Linked DNA regions of Aedes aegypti: region 1 is linked to region 2. A link is a contact called in public Hi-C data. All regions are on one chromosome and are shown on one strand. The core of a region is the stretch at or near the end of the contact, and the rest is flanking DNA. Distances in the headings are between cores, read along the strand shown.

Evidence for each region. Hi-C and Micro-C count contacts between places; a contact is called where the count stands out from the background.
Region 1: a Hi-C map of whole pupa shows a contact between it and region 2, with 2.5 times the contacts expected there. The contact joins the enhancer-like site here to the promoter of LOC5579853 in region 2. A contact is called at or near these places in 2 of 2 Hi-C or Micro-C datasets (whole body and whole pupa).

The regions. Positions count from the first base shown.
Region 1 is chr3:218,797,752-218,802,510 of AaegL5.0, forward strand. All of the region lies in intron 1 of LOC5579853 (spectrin beta chain), which reads left to right. Among protein-coding and RNA genes, the nearest start is that of LOC110678997, 4.2 kb to the right of the region's middle. Within about 2 kb of position 2,155, at least 2 of the 3 cell types and tissues checked have open chromatin away from gene starts, as enhancers often do.
Region 2 is chr3:218,753,665-218,758,221 of AaegL5.0, forward strand. LOC5579853 (spectrin beta chain) reads left to right here and starts at 1,796. Exons shown (of 13, transcript XM_021852812.1): 1 at 1,796-2,062.

The sequences.
Region 1 (4,759 bases), core at 905-3,404, 44 kb after region 2:
GCTTTCAAGCGTTTCTGTTGCTGCATTACCGCGTGACCAGTGGATCAAAATTTTCGATGCAAAATGGTTATTTTTGTTTTACTTTCCTCAACCAGCGTCCGTACTTATGCGTCATGCTTTCGTCACCGCTGCAAATTATTATTCGAGACGTCTTGCCACAGCAAGAAGCACGGCTCAAGAACATCTAAAATGCTGAGATCGTGGGTTAATGACGCCACCGCCTTGTTTTGGCATTGTTATAACAGCAAATGGTGAGAACAAACTCTTAAGAATAAATATACTTGGTCAACTGGGGCACAACCGGCGTTCGGTGTATTGGTGTCTTACAATTACACATCTAGAAAGCTGCCGAGCGATGACTTACAATTTGAATTCATTTCATGTGTTTTGAAGCAATTTTTCTTTTGCTCGATCCCGTTAACCTACTCGTAGCACTACCAGCACTTGTATGTTTTCGTTTTGAGGGCGCATTGAGGTGTGAAACGTTAGGATGGTTTTTTGTTTTGATCATTTCTTATTTTTTCTCTGTTTGGCTTACAGCATTGGACACCACGTTTGAAACTTTTTCGATTTGCAATACAAAATAGTCAATTTTAAAATCCATTCATTAGCATTTACTATGGATTCTATAAGATCCGATTTTCAAGTATCCATCTTGATCATTGTTTAAGAATTCTCTAGGAATTTATATCAAATATGTTTTGGTATTGCCTAAAAAATTTCTTCCTGGCATCATTTGTAGGAAGTTGATAGTGATTTCTATATAAATTTCTATTCGATATTCTTCCAGTCGTACTTTTTCGGATTGTTCCGGAAATGGAATCATGTCATAGACAAGGTATTTTTAAAGAGGATTCCTAGAATTCCAATTTCCAAGAATTTCCAAGATAAGTCCCCTGAGGAATACTTCAAAAGTTCAAACAAACTCGAACTTTATTTAAGATTGTTTTGATAATTTGCAATGGAAGTTGTGATGGCTTTTCATCTACTGATCTCTTCGGCACTAATTCTGATTTCTACCAACAGTGATGTTTTCTAAAACAGGCTTTTAAATCAAATGAAGATACAATATTACATTTGAATGAAAGTTAACTGTAATAAAATCATCATTCCATTTCAATTGGCAGGTCAATCATTCCGTCCTGCATAGCTGACCCTTCTTGCTGAAACTCGTTTCCTCTAAACGTTGTTTGAATTAATGAATCTACGAGCGATGATGTCAATTGTCGCGACTATGATGGGCTTCTTCGAATAAGAATAACAAACTCAAAGAAACGTGCCTTTACCCATAAACATTTCAATAATCGTACAGCTACATATCTCAGAAATGCAATCGCGCCTCGGTCAGTCATTCAGTACATCGTTCGTCAAATAACTGTAGCTTTCCGAATGAATGACATTTGCCCTACACTTGATTCTCATGGTACTTTATGAGGTAACACCGGCTACCATCATCATCGACTGGGCGTTGGCCGAGGCGGCCGGTAGACAAATGAAAGAAAATAAAACAAGCGGAATCAAGAGGAGGAAACTTGCGATGAAAAGTAAATAAGTTCGAATCGGTTTAGCTTTACTGACACCGACACCCGATCGCGATGTGTGTATTGTTAGGGTGGTTCAAATTGAAAGAAAAAGTTTAACAATTCCATCACATGTTGCACAATACTTAGGGCTTGTTCATATATTTCATAACGCTGAAATTGGTCATTTTGGATACCCACCCACCCCCTCGTGACGCTTTCTGTATTGATACTCTTCAATTTTTGTATGATCCGTAACAACGTTCGGACACCCACCCACCCCTTAAAGCGTTTTGAAATTTGCGAATGAACCCTTATGATGAAAATAGAATTGTGTCAAATTTCCAGCCCTTTTGGTGAGAATTTGAAAGTGTCCCAAAGACGTTGAAGGAACTAAAATAATACTTCTAATACCAGTAGAACTATCAGTACTATTGTTGATGTTAGTATGAATTACCGAAACTTGTTACTTGAGTTTCAATGAAGAAACTTGTTCAATAATAGCAGCAAGCAATTGTAAGCAACTAGAATTTCAAACTTTTCTGTAATTTGAACCGCCCTAATACATTGTTTGCTTCTTGTGGATGGCCCTCGATTTCCACATTAGAATCATAGTCTTTGCTCATATCGTGGCGGCGGCCCCACTTGTTTACATAGTCATGGCCGTTGGAGACGATAAGCTTGACACAGTCACATACATTCTACACATAGGTAACCAGCTCCTCCATGCTGCCTATTTAGCTGCGTTTTGAATGGCTAGTGATAATGTGAGTGTCTAATGTTCGTCAACTGATAATAAGTGGAACGGGGCATGTGCATCGTACTTCAACCGTGAAAAAGGTGATCATAATTTTGTGGGTTTTATAAAATTTCGATTTATTGTACTCTAATTGCAACGGTAGAATACAAATTCAACCCAAAAAAAAATGTCCAATAAACCTACCAGTGTTATTTGCGATAAAATGCAACGACTGCTTTTGGACTAAGTTCAATTCAAATGATGGTAATTATCATTACAATCACGTTTTATACAACCTGTTGCAGGCCTTATAAAACATTAACGTTAATTATTAAGTTCTGGTCTTGAGTCCCAACCGGGATAGAGCCTGCTCCCCAGCTTAGAATCTTTATGAGCACTTCAACAATTATGAACTGACAGCTTTTTTGCATCTTTATATCGTTGTCACTCGAAGATGCTTCATGCACAGGAAAGTCAACAAAATTTCCAATCCGAAAAGATCCTAGACCAGTGGAATTCGAACCAACGACCATCAGTATGGTTTTGCTGAGTCCCATAACCCATAACTCTTATGTTATGTTGTGTAAATATCGATAATTAACATAGTTCTATGTATTCAGTTTGTGAATTGGAGATATTATCGATAACAATTTATAACTTCATTCAAAATAAGTTCGAAATGTTTATAGGTAGTATCAATAAATCATGAACAATTTGTTTGTAAATAATTCGTGGCAACAACAACAACTTAGTCAATGTTACATTTGAATATCTTCAAAACTGTAAACATCTGATAATTTTGCTCGAACTACCGAGAGATACTGTTGAATCGTTCATATATGATGTCATCACTTTTCGTTATTCGCCTTTGCTGCTGCTAACAGTCAATACCAAATGTCCATTCAGCTGACCTCTCCATTCGTTGAAAAATTTACTCCACTATTAGGTGGTTGTCGTGCTCGTGTCAAACGTTCCATTCTGTGTCGAATGTGTGTTAGTTGTTGGTAATGTTTGGAAGTTCATCTTCCATACACACAGGCCCACCCAAAACCTGCTAATCTCCACTAAACACCGAAGTAAAGTACGTTCAAGTGTATTTTTATCAAATCCAACATGTGTGCACAGTCGGGTGTTGTTGTCGTATGGCAGCAGAGTTTATTCTGCCAATTAGTTGAAAAAAAAACACGACTGGGCACTGACAGCATCCGCTGTTCGGAGAGATATATTTGCTGCAGAGCTGGTTTGTACATAATCAGATTCGGATTGAAACATAAATTAATCCGTACAAGGCCCTGGTTAATCTTGAAGCAATTTGAGACTCAGTATGTTTGTCTCTATATTCTCAATGCTATTATTGATCTTTCATAGTGAAAAATGAAAATGATTTCTAAACCCATACGCACATGTTTTATCTGAATGTAGGCTGATGCTACAAATGGTTATTCTGGTCGATAGGTAGCTGAAGTCTGTTCCATTTAATATTTAACCGCTTCTTGTTTCCACCTCTAGTTTTCATATCGACAAACTTATCACAGCCTTTTGATCCGGAAGAATTGTTGACCCAGTAGTAAAACATTCATGAGGATTCATACATATTTGCAAAAGTTATCGTAGTTGAAACGTAAAAGACGTGCGAGAAAATTATCATCCACCAAAGTCTACATGTATCCACCGGATCAAACAATTTTTGGCAATGACCAAGCATAAATCTATGAAATAAGTCAAAATAACAAAAACACCGTCTGGGTTTGTCATTTTCTAGAAAAAAAATGACAGATAAGGTAGTCAATGGCACTGTGCAAGAATTTATAGGTGAATTTCAGTAAAAAGTTTGAAAACTCAACTAGGAAGCTAAGAAATATTTTTTTCTTATGTTTTCCCTTGCTCAATAAAAATGCTTCAAAACGATGCGCTAAGATTTTTTGTACGTTTTTTCCTCTCCGAGAAATCACTTATTTTGTGTGGCCAAATTATAAGTGGAACCGAGTTTAGTACATCACATTGCATTATCGCAAGTTGTCTTCTTCTTCTTCTTCTTGGTATTACGTCCTCACTGGGACAGGGCCTGCTTCTCTGCTTTGTGTTCTTATGAGCACTTCCACAGTTATTAACTGAGAGCTTTCTTTGCCAATGTTGCCATTTATGCATTCGTATATGGTGTGGCAAGCACGATGATACTCTATGCCCAGGGAAGTCGAGGAAATTTCCTTTACGAAAAGATCCTGGACCGACCGGGAATCGAACCCAGACACCTTCAGCATGGCTTTGCTTTGTAACCGCGGACTCTAACCATTCGGCTAAGGAAGGCCCCAAGTTATAACAAGTCTGATAAATAGGAGCAGCAAACAAGAGCCCCAAAGAGAAAGCGATGATAAAATCCATTTTTCTCGCTTGTTTTCCGTTGGGGGTAGGTGCTTTACTTTACTGGTACAATAAACAACCGCCGAACTTCCGAAAGCAATAGTGTCCCCAAGGTTTGCAGCTTGTTTAGAAGGGTGTT
Region 2 (4,557 bases), core at 546-3,045:
GCCTACAGTAGCTAAAAAAATTTAACTCCTATAGAAGTTAAGATATTTATCATGGTCGCATTCGTTGACACAACTAATGTCAAGTAACTTCTAAAAAACTACTTATTTTTACTTTTTGAAAATTTTTCACCCAACATTTCTGGCTTTCTGAACTGGTTTTGTTTATTTCTTTCAGCCAAACTACAAAGAAAAAAGCAACAGCTGTTTTAAGCAAAAATAGGAATCTGACCAAAATTGTAAGGTATAAAACCAATAAAAAACATTACAGTGTTCTGTTACAGTATATTATATTGTTTTTGAATCGTGTATTCAAACAAGAATAATGTTGTTTCGACAGTAAATTACAATACGCTGTATTGTATCCAATACGTTATATTGTACATTAATGGTTTATTCCATACACTGAATGGTACGATTCTATCCGGGCAGTATCCTGCTGAAACCGGGACAAACTCCAGACCCTTAGCAAACCCAGGAGAATATCTACATGGTGTACCAGAACCTGCTGGAATTAGAATGTGTAAATTCCCAAAATAGATGTTTGCGAGAAAATTGATTACGCCTTCACCATTGTTTGGTCATTTTTTTTGTATGGTTGTTTACATTTCAGAGCCAGCGACACGTTGGGGTAGCAATATAGAGCCGCCAGTATCCAGCCAGCCTTGGTTTTTATGGCTCACCTCGATCGCCACTTGGATAGCATTTTCACTGATTTTGTGTTCTATAACTCGATATTGTGCTCTGCAAGATAAATCCACGTAATGCGATTATCTGAAAATGTGGATATACCGTCGCAGTGATAATGAAAACTACCAAATGTTTCAGATTTAGCAAATTCTTGAAGAACGAAAAAATCCAAGCCTACTTGAATTTGGACGTTGCGTTTGAATTGTGCGCATATCTTCTGCGCGTTACCGCCGCCGCTGGATGTGGATTTAATATAAGCGCTGCAATATCTCCCAGCTTCGATGATCCCTTCAATATCGAGTAATAGAGAGTTGACTTAAGTCCATTATTTATTTAGTTTTTTGTCTTCGAAACCAAAAGTCTTGGGCTTGTTCATATATTTCATAACGCTAAAATGGGCTATTTTGGACACCCACCCACCCCCTTGTGACGCATTTTGTATTGGTATTTTCCTGTTTTTGTACGGACCGTACACGCAAAAAAATTGTGCGGTAAAAACTACCATTCTAGGGGGTTAACTTAAGCGCTCGCACCGGCAATTTTCAGCAGACCAGAAATGCGCTTGATTTTACCATGTCTGTAGTTGAAATCAGATTGTTGTAAATTATTTCTGTCAAATGTACCAGTATTGCGGTGGGGTGTACCGTAAACATAGTATATTGGTCTGAATTTCCATGGTAGTTTTAAGAATGGGCGTAGTCAGCTAAAATAGTTATTTTTACCACAGATTTTTTTCCCGTGTAACATCGCAAGGACACCCACCCACCCCCTCCAGCGTTATGAAATTTATGAATGGGCCCTTACGAAAACCAGAAATTAGTTAATTTGGGTTGATTTCAAGTTCCGTGTAAAGTTTGTAAATAAAAGCTTTTTCCATAAAGCTCGATGCACGCAGCCATATCGTGGCAATTTGAATCTGTTTTGAATGACGTCACCCCTAAACTGCAGTACAGTGTAGTGAGAGGAACAGAGACAGCATCGGCCTAATTGCTCAACCTGTTCATACGCCTCATTTGCCATAATCGCTCTTTCCTTCTCTGTTCCATTGGAAGCTTTTGGAGAACTGCATGACTGCTGGCGCTGGGCTTCGGAAGGTTCGGAAGCAGTGAAAAACTTTGGATGCGGTCTGTCCGTAAGTGAGCGTAGTCGAGTAAAGATGGTCGTCGCCGTCGCGCTGTAAAATTTTAGTGCCGTGTTAGTGTGAAGAAAAAAATATTGAAACCAGCAAGTGAAAATAGCATAAATTCGAAGAAAACGGTGCATATTCCGTGAGGATTTGTGTTGCAAAAGGTGATACGGTAGTGCGAGTACAGTTTGCGATCGCGTAGACGATCTGAAAGTACAGTTTAATTCACGAAAATCGATTAATTGGGATGTGAGTAATTTTTTTTCTACTTATGCTTTGCGCCTGGGCCGATGAAAAAAGTTTTCTCCTTCATTCACACTCGCTTGCACGTATTCTTGTTGGAAAGAGTGGTCGAATAGAGGAAAAATCGGATCTCGGCCTCTACTGTAAATGAGTGTGCGGCGGCGAAAAGCAGTAAAGTCATCAACCATCAAGGGGAAAAGTGAGTGCGGTCCAGAAGAGAAAAGCGACGACGACAACGCCCATAGCGCAGATATTTTGGGGGCCATGATGGGTGCCAAAACGGCGCAGCATGATCGGAAGGAATGAGAGGGAAACATATTTTAAATGAATCGATGACATCATCGGCCATCATCATTCTTATTTTTCTCACCCACCGTCATCGACCGATGCATTTTTATTCTCGTGAATGTCATGCTGTCTTTCTTGATGTTGTCCGCTTCATTTCATAAAATGAAATCTAAATTAGTCAGAGATAGTGAAATCATTTTGGACAAGGGGCCACTCGGCTTGTGTTTTTATTAATTTGACCTCGCAACCATATTTTGTGTCGAGTATGCAATGAAAAGAGATAGGCGCGAGCTCGTGAAAATTTCGGCTTTTGTATGTGTGTGGAGAGAGTGCGGGCAATACAATAGGGTGTCCCAGAAAAAAAAATCAATGTTCGAGAAGTCATGGTGCCCTAGAATGAAAGATCATATCTCGCGTAACAATTCAAAAGGGCCAATCTTCAGATCGTTGACTCTGAGAAAATTCGATTTGAATATTATTCACACATTTTCAATTCCTATTTTTCAGTATTCAATTCAATCAATGTGATTTCTTGCTAGTTGAGTGACGATTATAATAATTGATTTAATTCTAATAATTGATTTAATTCTGAAAACTGACAAAAATGTGGAAAAAATGATAAGTTTAAATGCTTGGCCCATTTTCGATTTTCATCAAGGCATGGGCCTTTTGTATTGGCCAAAATAGAATTTTATTAGCGTGCTTGGCTCAAGGCTAGGCCTTTTCGGTTTTCAATGAATGAGCAAGAGAGAGTCATTGGCCTCTCACCATGTTAAGGCCAATGACAGTTTGCGAAATTTTCCGATTGTAGGCCCTCTTGATGGAGCGAGAACCAATCATTGGCCTTTTCGAGTGGGGGCCAATGGATGATTTGGAAAAAAGCGGTTATTGGCCGTTTTGAAAATCGAGTTTATAACGGTAAGTTTTATGATTATGTTGACAATGTTTGCATAGTTTGTGGGTGTTGGGAGATGCTATCGAATGGTATCAAAACCCGATTTGTTTACAATTTGATCATTGGCCCTTTAGAACTGTTACGCGAGATATTATGCTTATTCATAGTATCTTTGTAGAATAAATCAACTTTTCGAGCCTGTCAAATAAACGAAATAAATAAAAAAAACAACTTTCCAAAAAAAACCGATTAGAGGTTCCGCCAGATCGATTCCAGTTATCATTTTTGATAGAAATAAACATATTTTTACGTTTTGTGCAGATGTTTTTAAAGCCTACTACAATTTGTTTTTTTAAGTACTTTTAGTGTGTGATAGTGTATTATCCACAACACTAAAATTTAATGAGATTTAACGTACGATTACAAACAATCTGTTCTACAATCACTATTTGATGATTTTTTAAGAGTTGGTTACTCACGGCTCCCTGTTCACTTAAGTCATAACTTATTAAACAAATATTTATCAAGCAATGTATTCATGTATCGTAACCGGTCGTTGAGAACGTCGCCCATTGGAAGCCCGCACGATAGATCTCAGCCAGTACGTCGTTGGCGAGTAGTGTGTTGTATTTCAATACCTAATAAATAATGCGTTCTCGGGCTAGGCATTGCATATAAATAGTAAGCGTTGTGTTTGGATAAGCATCTAATTCTTCCGAAAGAGGTGCGCTTTGCGAAAGATGACCACGTGATTATTGAGTTGAAATCGAATTCAGGTTAACTTCTGCTCCAATGAGTATTCTCGTGGTGTAGGGGCAACGCGCCCTATCTAGTGAACAGGGAGTCGTGAGTTCGTTTCTCACCAAGAAGACGTGTAACTTTTTCGCAAAACTCACGTCAATTTGTCCGTTTAAGGCCGCACGGGACGTCATTATAATCTCCTTATCCGTTTGAAGAAGCAAATCTCAATTACCACTCCATATATCGATGAAAAATTTATTATATTATTATTTATATGCAGCGCACAACCTATAAAATTTTCAGTTTCATCGGTTCACTAAAACTCGAGATGTGCTTCTCGGCAAAATTTTGATGAACATTCTTGGAGTTAGACAAAATTTAGGGAAAATAAAACGGTCTCCCATGTTCAGGCTTGATCATGTTCCTCAACATCATCAGAGTTCTATGACATACTTTAGAGCAGAGTGCTGCCTTTGCCTCTTTGCGAGGGAGCGAAAAAATGCTAAAAATAAGCGAGGAAGATGCAGCACAAAACACAACAGAGTGAAATTCCATTAAAAAAGAGTGCTCTCACAAT